Linked DNA regions of Gossypium hirsutum: region 2 is linked to region 1. A link is a contact called in public Hi-C data. All regions are on one chromosome and are shown on one strand. Each heading gives the region's core, a stretch centred on a gene start, on an enhancer-like site or on the middle of the called end of the contact. The rest is flanking DNA. Distances are from core to core; before and after follow the strand shown. Region 1 has its middle 20 kb from the start of LOC121218107. Region 2 holds the start of LOC107904782.

Region 1 (4,256 bases), core at 698-3,197:
AGAGTTGCAGGCTAAGTTTCCTCATTTTCATCCTTGAGGACAAGGATTTTGGTTCTGAGAGGGTGGCATTGATGAGAGCTAGAAAAGTTAATAAAACAATGTGAGTTTTGGACTGAAGGAAAAATTAGTAAAACGGGGCGTAGTACGTTAGTAAAACGATGAGTTTTGTTTAACTATTTTTGCCACGTCAAATTCTTATTATTTTCCTTTCCTTTTAAGCTGAAATGTGTGAGGAAGGCGGTTATGAAAATTGTTGAATGAAAACAAACTTCTTCTCCTCCTATTCTCTCCTTCTCTGTTCTTTCTGTTCTCTCTCAAAATTTTCTCAATTTTTGAGCTTCTAACAATTTCCTGCCAATATGGAGGATTCTGCAAATAGATTATCCAAATAGGTAAAGAAAGCACACGGTTAAAGAAGCAATTAAAGAAACAAAACTTCAAAGAAATACATTGAAATGACCCAAGTTTGGCTTTAGCTTCCCAGCGAAAACTTTAAGAGTAGTTGATTTTCCAATGCCATTGGTTCCAACCAGACCAAGAACTTGCCCAGGCCTTGGAACTGGTAACCTGAAATTACAATTCAAAACCATCTCAAAATGGAGGTGGTGGGAGAAAGAAAAAAAAGAAAGCATGCGAAAATTACAAAAATTTTCAAGAACAATATGAATGAATAAACCTGTGTAGTTTAAAAGTAATATTCTTATATCTATGGGTTGTATCTTTATCCAAATCCCTTGGTAAGTTGATGATTTTAATTGCTTCAAATGGGCATTTCTGCATCAGAAGATAGGTGGTTCAGCTTTAGACACATACTATTCGTCATCTGCAAACATAGAAACCAACACCAATTCGATATCAAAGTGAACTTACATACCTTGACACAGATACCACAACCAATGCACAACTCTTCAGAGATGAAAGCAATCTTTGAGGCAAGGGTAACCTCAATGCAAAGTTTCCCTGCAGGAGGAGAAACAAAGTGAGATAGACTATCTGAAGCAGGAAAGAATAGATAAACCAGACCCAAGTAGCAGGGTAACAGCTGACTTGAATATCAAGTGTCCGACAAGACAAATAAGTTACAAGCATTAACAATATCCAAAGTGCAAGTCTAGAATGATGGTTAATTAGTTTACAATTATAAGGCCACTTGTGAAGTTTAAATAAAACTCCACTGGCAGTGTACAGAATAATAATCCTATATACATGCTGTCAGAAACATTATTGTGACAAGAATTCCGTATCCAAGAATTATAGTTTCCTCCTAACAATCTGTTATCTTATACTTCTTCACTGTTCTTCTATATTCGTCCCTATTTCTTTCAGGTTACCGGCTGATACTAATCTGGCTTGCAACACAAGCACAATAAGTTTCCTTGTTACTTTCACCGATTCTCCAATAATCAACATCGTTCGAGAAGAAATACTGAAACAATACATTTAAGGCAATTCGATTAAGATGACATTAGATTAACCCCTAATTCTAAATCTCCGAAAACAGGAAAACAACTCCATACTAAAAAACATGAAAAAAATAATCAGTAACGGGAAGAATAAAGTTTATGTTACCGGTTTTAACAACAGGACAGCTCTTCTTGCATTCCTGATGGAACTTCTTGGGCCTGCAGCGGTCAGAGCTGACAATCGCGATACGCGTCAAGCAATCCGCCACCTCTCCGTTGGATTTACAAAACGAAAACCGATGGATTTATTAGGTGTAGGGATTTGAAGATCAAGCTGCGTTTGTTTAGCTTATGGAAAAAGGAGGAGAAAAAGAGGGAGGAGGTGTGTGCTTCTATTTGATGTTGGGAGGGAGAGGGTGGAGGTGGCTTTCGGGTTGGAAGGGTAAAGCAGGGCATAAAAATCAGGAGCTGTAAAACGGAAGCAAAACTGAGCTTTTGGAAGGGAATAGAAAGCAACAGATTTTAGGAATAGGGGTGTAATGTAATAAGCCCATAATAGGGCATACACCCAACCAAACTTGCTGTTAGAGTCTGATATTCAACTTCTCTCTAGTCTTATCTTATTTAAATATTTTTTATTAAAAGTAATTCCATTACATATTTTAGTCCAACCGTTTATTTCGGTTAACAAAAATTCCTTAACCAATAATATTATGACACTTGGTAAAAACTTTAATTTTTTTTATTTTTCTCCGCCTTCTCTCTCCTCTTCCACGTTGCTTTTTCATCTTCCTCCTCCTCGCTTCATTAAACTCTTCGTTAAAACTCTGTTGATGAGAATCCCAGGTGCCCTTTTCTTGTCATAGCTTCCGCTGTTGAGAATTGTTGTTTTGAGTTTAAAGTTACGACTAAGTTTTTTAATTCCATACTTAAAGTTTACTCTAATAATGGGAATTTTAGTGAGGCACCGAAGACTTTTGATCATGTGAAGAATAATGGGATTAAGAATTAAGATTGATGAGAGAACTTGTATTGTTCATTTAAATACTCATAAGAGAGCGGATGGATTGGGGCTGGCTTTAGATTTCTTTGATCAAATGGTACAATCAGGTGTTGAAATTTCTGCTTATTCATTAACCTGTGTGATTATAGGATTGTGTAGAAATGGAAATATAAAGAAAGCTAGAGAGATAATGGAGGAGATGTCTGGTAGAGGGATTAAAGCTAAAAAATATTTGAAGCATGGCTTATTAAAAAAAAGCTTGTAAGGAACAGAGAAATGGAAACTCAAAGAGTGCAATTTCCAAAATATCTTGAAATTTTATTTTGAGTTCGAAAATCCATATTTAACATATTGCAATTAGGAGAGAGCTTTGTGATTGTTCATTATCTAATGCTTATTAAAAGTTATTTTGTATTTTGTTAAGTTGAAAAATTTATAGTTTAAAATTTTTAAGGAGAGTTTAACGGGGAGGAGTAAAACGATGAGATAGGAACGTAGGAGAGAAGGGAGAAGGGAAAAAAACCCTTAAACTAAAGTTTTTGCCACGTGTCATAATATTATTGGTTAAGAAATATTGATTAATGGCAAAAAAATGGTTATATTAAAAAATTAACAGAATCATAGTTTAGGTACACTTTTGATCAACAAAAGTTTAGGTACCTAAATGAGAAAAATACTATAGCTTGAGGGCCAATTTTTCATTTAAACCTTGATTCAATTATATAAAATTTAAAAAATATATAATTTTTTTCAAATTGCATCAACATAAGTGTTTATATATATATAAATTAAATGTAAAAGTGATGTCACGTAGATAATGGGATTACATATATTAACACATTTGAAGGCAATGTTAATTTTGTGGTTGAAATAGTGGCCACAACTTCAGGCATTTTTTTATTGCCTTACTTGTCTATTTCCAAGCATGGGGCAACTTGAACTATTGAAGAAGAAAGGATTGCTAATGCCAACTCCAAAGCACTTTATGCTATTTTTTGTGGGGTAGATGCACAATGTAACAGCCCAATTTTGCTCGACCCACCATAAACCCAAATAAATAAATAAATAAATAAAACCAAAATAATAACAAGTCCATTTACAAAAATATACAGGCCCAAATACATTACCCAAATTACAAGCCCAAACTACTAACCCTAGTCCATAACCTAAAGCCCTAGCCCTCTTGCTGCGCTGCTTCCTGACATGTCAGCAGACGTGGCGCCCAAAACCTTCCCCCTTGTACCGAAATGGCAGCAGCAACCTCAATGACTTTCACCGTCCCTGCAAGAAACACAAAAAAGGGAAAAGAAGCAAAAGCAAGCAATTGAAAAACATATATTGTAATATTTTCTCGGTTATAAAAACCAATTTTTGTAACACAAAGAGGGATTTTTATTTTGAAATAGAAGAACAAAAAAAATAAATTTCAAAGGTAGTCCATTTTATCTCCTTTTTTGAAAAATAGCATAAAAAATAAAAAAATAAATAAAAGTCTTACCGGTCGCCTCGCCTCCCGCCATTGTCAAAGTCCTCCTCTAACCCCGAATGCTTCCGAACCCATTAGGGTTTTCTCCGAGGCTTCGACAAAAGGAAATGTGGGGTGTGTGAAGAGCAAATATTCTTTTTTGTATTTTTCTCTTTTTAAAAGGCTTAGCCTTCGGATCGAGCCTTAGGGAGTCAAAAGGACTAAAAAAGGAGCCTTTTTTAAACTCCAGCCACCAGAGGCGACGGTCACTGTTGTCGATGACCAATGGTCATGGAGGAGCGTCAACGAACCTATGGCTGGACATCGAGAGCATTGAGAGAGAAGAGAGTTTTTTTAAAAAGAGGTTTCAAATTATTTTTTAGGA
Region 2 (4,256 bases), core at 573-3,072, 87 kb after region 1:
CAGAGTACATAACAGAGCGGGTAATTTTATCATGTTTTGTTGAACAAAAAGGCAAATTGACAGTCACACAGAAGCACTCAATTGCTAAGTAAATGTAAAAAAATTCATACAAGGAAAGACATAGCCAAAGAAGGGTCATCGGTATCATCTGACATTAACCATTTTGCATCTCATCTCAGCCCGTTATGGCATACAATTATGCGTCTTCTAAGTTCTAATGAAAGATTCAAAATTCAAAAGTCAAATACTGAACTTTATGGCTCCCTATGCCTTATACGCAGAAAAACTCACGGTTAAACCCTATTCGTATAACCATAAATGCAACCATTCTAACAGGACTTGTAATCCGCAAAACATGATAGAAGCACATGCAAGTGCACAAAACCATTCCAACCTAACAGCAAAGAATGATGCTTTTGAGGTTTAAAATACCAGGACAGTAAACGGTGGGCAAATTAGGATCAAACAATAAGGATGAGCAGTGTCATTCTGTACAAATTGGATGCTTAAAGCATTGGAAACTAGGACAAAACAGAAACTTGCTTCCTATCATAGATATGAACCCTATCATTAATCATTCAGTAAATGGAAGCAAAGAGTTTTAAAATTATACTCATACAAAATAAACAGATTCCTATTTATGATAACCAAAACGAAACAATAAAAATCTATCCAATCATACTTCTTAAAAGAGATAAGATTTGACTGGATTTTCTCCCATCATAGATATGAGCACCATCCATGGATGCAAAGAACTGCTTAAATTCTAGCATTCATACAAGTAAACAGACTTGTTCTTACTACAATAAAAAATAAGAGAAAGCCTATTCAACCATGCTTATTAAAAAGATAATATTCGGCTCGATTTTGCCCATTCAAATCCAATAAACTGAAAGACCTTAAAATGCCATCAATGAAGCCCAAAGTACACCCTTGACCACTGCTTGTAATTTTAAATTGAGTTGTCATAATTATATCTCAGTGTTTATATAGACATTAGCATCTGAGCCACTAAATGCTTTCAAATAATGCAATTATAACCAGTTTATAATGGCTGATTTAATAGAAAACAGATGTACAATTGAATCCAAATATCGAAACATATAAGAACATTAACAACTTCTCGATCTTTCCTGGCATTCACCATCAATGATATTGGCATGGCTAAACCTCAAACTAACAAGCTCAATACCTAACTTTCACACAAACACAAGCATTCAAAAATGAACCTTTTGGCATTGATTTGAGCTCACCAAGTCCTAAATTACTCTAAAAGAGCCTACACTAAGAGTGGCCAAATTTTATTTTCTTTACTAAAATTCATCAAATTAAAACAGAAACATTGCTCCTCTCATTGCAAGTAAGCGATCAACAAGTTGAAAGACACAAAATATCCACCAAAAAACTTGAGGAAAATCCAATAGTTTACACTTCATATAACAATCAAGCAAATAAAGAAAAAGTATTTAGACTGAGAGAGAAAGGAAATAAACCTGGGAATCGTGATAATAAACAGTAGAGAAAAGACTGTGACAATCTCTCGCCGGTGAGAGGCCTGATCTGATCGGCGGGAGAGACGAAAAACGACGACGCTAGGGAGATGCTATACGAGATAGGTAGATGTGACGGTGCATTTGGGAAGCTTATTATTTGTTAGGGTTTTCCTTTTGAACTTTTTGCTATTGTGTTTGTTTTTTTATTATTTCCCGAGAAAAAAAAAAGGGAATAGAGTCAAAAAATTTTCTCGAGGGGAGGCACTTTCTCGAATACCAAACGCGTGTAGAGGGAAGTCCTCTGCTTTTTTTTTTTTGCTAAACTGAACAATAGTACTCTCATAAGAATGTGAAGGTCCTTTCACAATCTTCCACGTCATCCCAAATCCGGTCTCTTTCTTCCTTTGTAGGAAACATAGAAAATTTGGCCAATGATGCCTACAACTATGAGAACAAATTTATTATCAATTCTTGGATTTTAAATAATAGATTTATCACTTATTTACTTCAATAAAATTTTTAACTTCTAAACTTTTTTTATCATTTAAATAAGAATATAAAAATGCAGAATTTTAATTTTCAATAATCTTCTTGAATTTTTCTTTTTCATTTAAAATTAAAATTTTGGACAAAATTAAATACATAAAGAAAGCACATAGCTTATTTTTAACTAGGCTGATTACGTTATCGATTTTTAATTTAATTGATTAATTTTTTAATTAAATAAATTACTAAAAATAAAAAATTCAATTCAACCAGTTCATACTAATTTGCGAATCAATTAATCAACCTTATTTTTCAAACTGATTTGTTTGTTTTTTCTAAACACATAAGCTTTGTTTTCTTTTCAAATCTATACTCCATTTTAATTTAAAGTTCTTCAAATTTTTTATATCCTTATTTAAATAAATAATAAAAAGCAAAAAAAAGGGTTATTTCATATTTTATTTTAATGAGATAAGATAAATGATAAGTCTATGCTTTAAAAATATTCATTTTTTATTCAAGAATTGATAAAATTTTCGTTCTCATTATAAAAATTCTCACCAAAATTGTTGCCTATGTATAATATAATTTAATTACGATACGAGCAGCTCGATCCAATTCAAAGGTCATAATAGAGATGAGATTAGTTTCCCTCAAGGCTCAATCACGAGATCTAAATCCAAGTACAACTTGAATTCGATCCTTCTTTCGCTTCCTTTGTTCATTCTGTATCATTTGATATTAGATTTGGCATTTTAGGTGGTCTTTGTGTTCTTATAAATTGATTTTCAACGAACAATCTCAAAACAATTTTTTTTTCCTTTTATCCATAAAGTTTTCAGGAAAAAATATTTTTCAGTGGGTGAACGTTTTTCAAACGATCTAAATTTTACATAATATTTCTTGGCACTATTTTAGAGTATACAAAAATATTTCACACAAAAAAAGATATAAAAAAAGACAAAAAAAGAAAATGCAAAAAAATATATATTAAAAAATTTTGTGGGTTGAATTTTGTGCTGAAGTTTTCTAGATCAAATCTACATTATTTGAGGAAATTCCGGTTTAAATTTTGTGATTTTTGGAAATCGGGAATACCTCAAACGAAAAAAATTTCTAGTTGTTTTTCATTGTTTCAAGTTTTCAGTTGGGTAGCTTATTTTCTTTGATTCTAGAATTAGGTTTTCTTTTGTTTTAGTTTTTTTTATTCTATTATGCATTCTAACATATTTTCATTTCTTGTGTTAATAGGTCCTTTGTCCACCCAACTTACTTCTTTTGGAGTCGAGTTCTTATTCGGCTTCTTAGAGCCTTAGGTCAACTTTGTTAGAGGGTGATCCCACATCTTTTTTAATATTATTGAGTTTGATTACGTTTTAAAAGTTACAAGTGAGAAAATCTTAATTTCTTTTCTTTGTCTCTTAGTGTTTTTTTTATTGCGAGTGTATAATGGTGATGTTTAATTTTCTTTGATCATTTTTTTCTAAGTGTTTTTTATTTTAGCCTCTATTAATGGTATGTACACATAGTAAGGACGATGAGCATGATCTATCCATGGTTACCATGGACCAACTTACAACAATGCTTAACGAACTTCGACAAGAATTCAAAGAGGCACAACAACACTTGGAAAATAAGTTCACCACATTGGAAGCTCAGGTCCTTCATCACAAAGCGGACCAACAAAATTTCAGTCAAACTTTAGCTCGAATGGAAACTAACAATGATGATGATAATAAGCAGCCTCTTCACCATGATGATAAGATTGATGATTATGATGATGGTTATGAGCCGCGACAATCTTCTGGACGTATTAAACGTGGCTCGCGTACTCGCGATGCAACCTCCGGTACTAATTCTCGTAGCCACTTTTCTGTAAATAAACCAAAATTCAGTGTTCCACTATTTAACGGCAAGTGTGATCTTGACATCTATTGTGATTGGGAGAATAAAATTGAGTTGTTGTTTGAATATTGCAAATGTTCAGAGGAACAGAAGGTTCCATTAGCTACCTTGGAATTCTCCAGCTATGCTTTAAGTTGGTGGACTCAACTATTATGGTCCCAACGAATAAACCATGAGAGATCCATTGACTCATTAGATGATTTACAACGAACTATGCTGTCGAAACCATTTTTTTTAATTCCGAAAAAAGGGGGATATACTTTGAAAATAAAAATAGGGAGTCGCCACCGATCTTTTATTAAGGTGTGACCGGTTCACCATTAAAATGATTTTTGGTATGCGAATTTTGAGAAAAACAGGTTCGGGAGTCGG

Evidence for each region. Hi-C and Micro-C count contacts between places; a contact is called where the count stands out from the background.
Region 2: a contact with region 1 is called in a Hi-C map of leaf, with 1.8 times the contacts expected there. The contact joins the promoter of LOC107904782 here to the enhancer-like site in region 1. A contact is called at or near these places in 9 of 34 Hi-C or Micro-C datasets (fibers, hypocotyl, leaf and 1 more).

Annotation. Positions count from the first base shown.
Region 1 is chrD05:29,196,029-29,200,284 of Gossypium_hirsutum_v2.1, forward strand. No RefSeq gene overlaps it. Among protein-coding and RNA genes, the nearest start is that of LOC121218107, 20 kb to the right of the region's middle. Within about 2 kb of position 1,948, at least 8 of the 9 cell types and tissues checked have an H3K27ac peak or open chromatin away from gene starts, as enhancers often do. A contact at or near this core is called in fibers and leaf, where this site is marked.
Region 2 is chrD05:29,282,688-29,286,943 of Gossypium_hirsutum_v2.1, forward strand. It overlaps LOC107904782, which reads right to left and starts at 1,823. Exons shown (of 4, transcript XM_016831272.2): 1 at 1,494-1,823.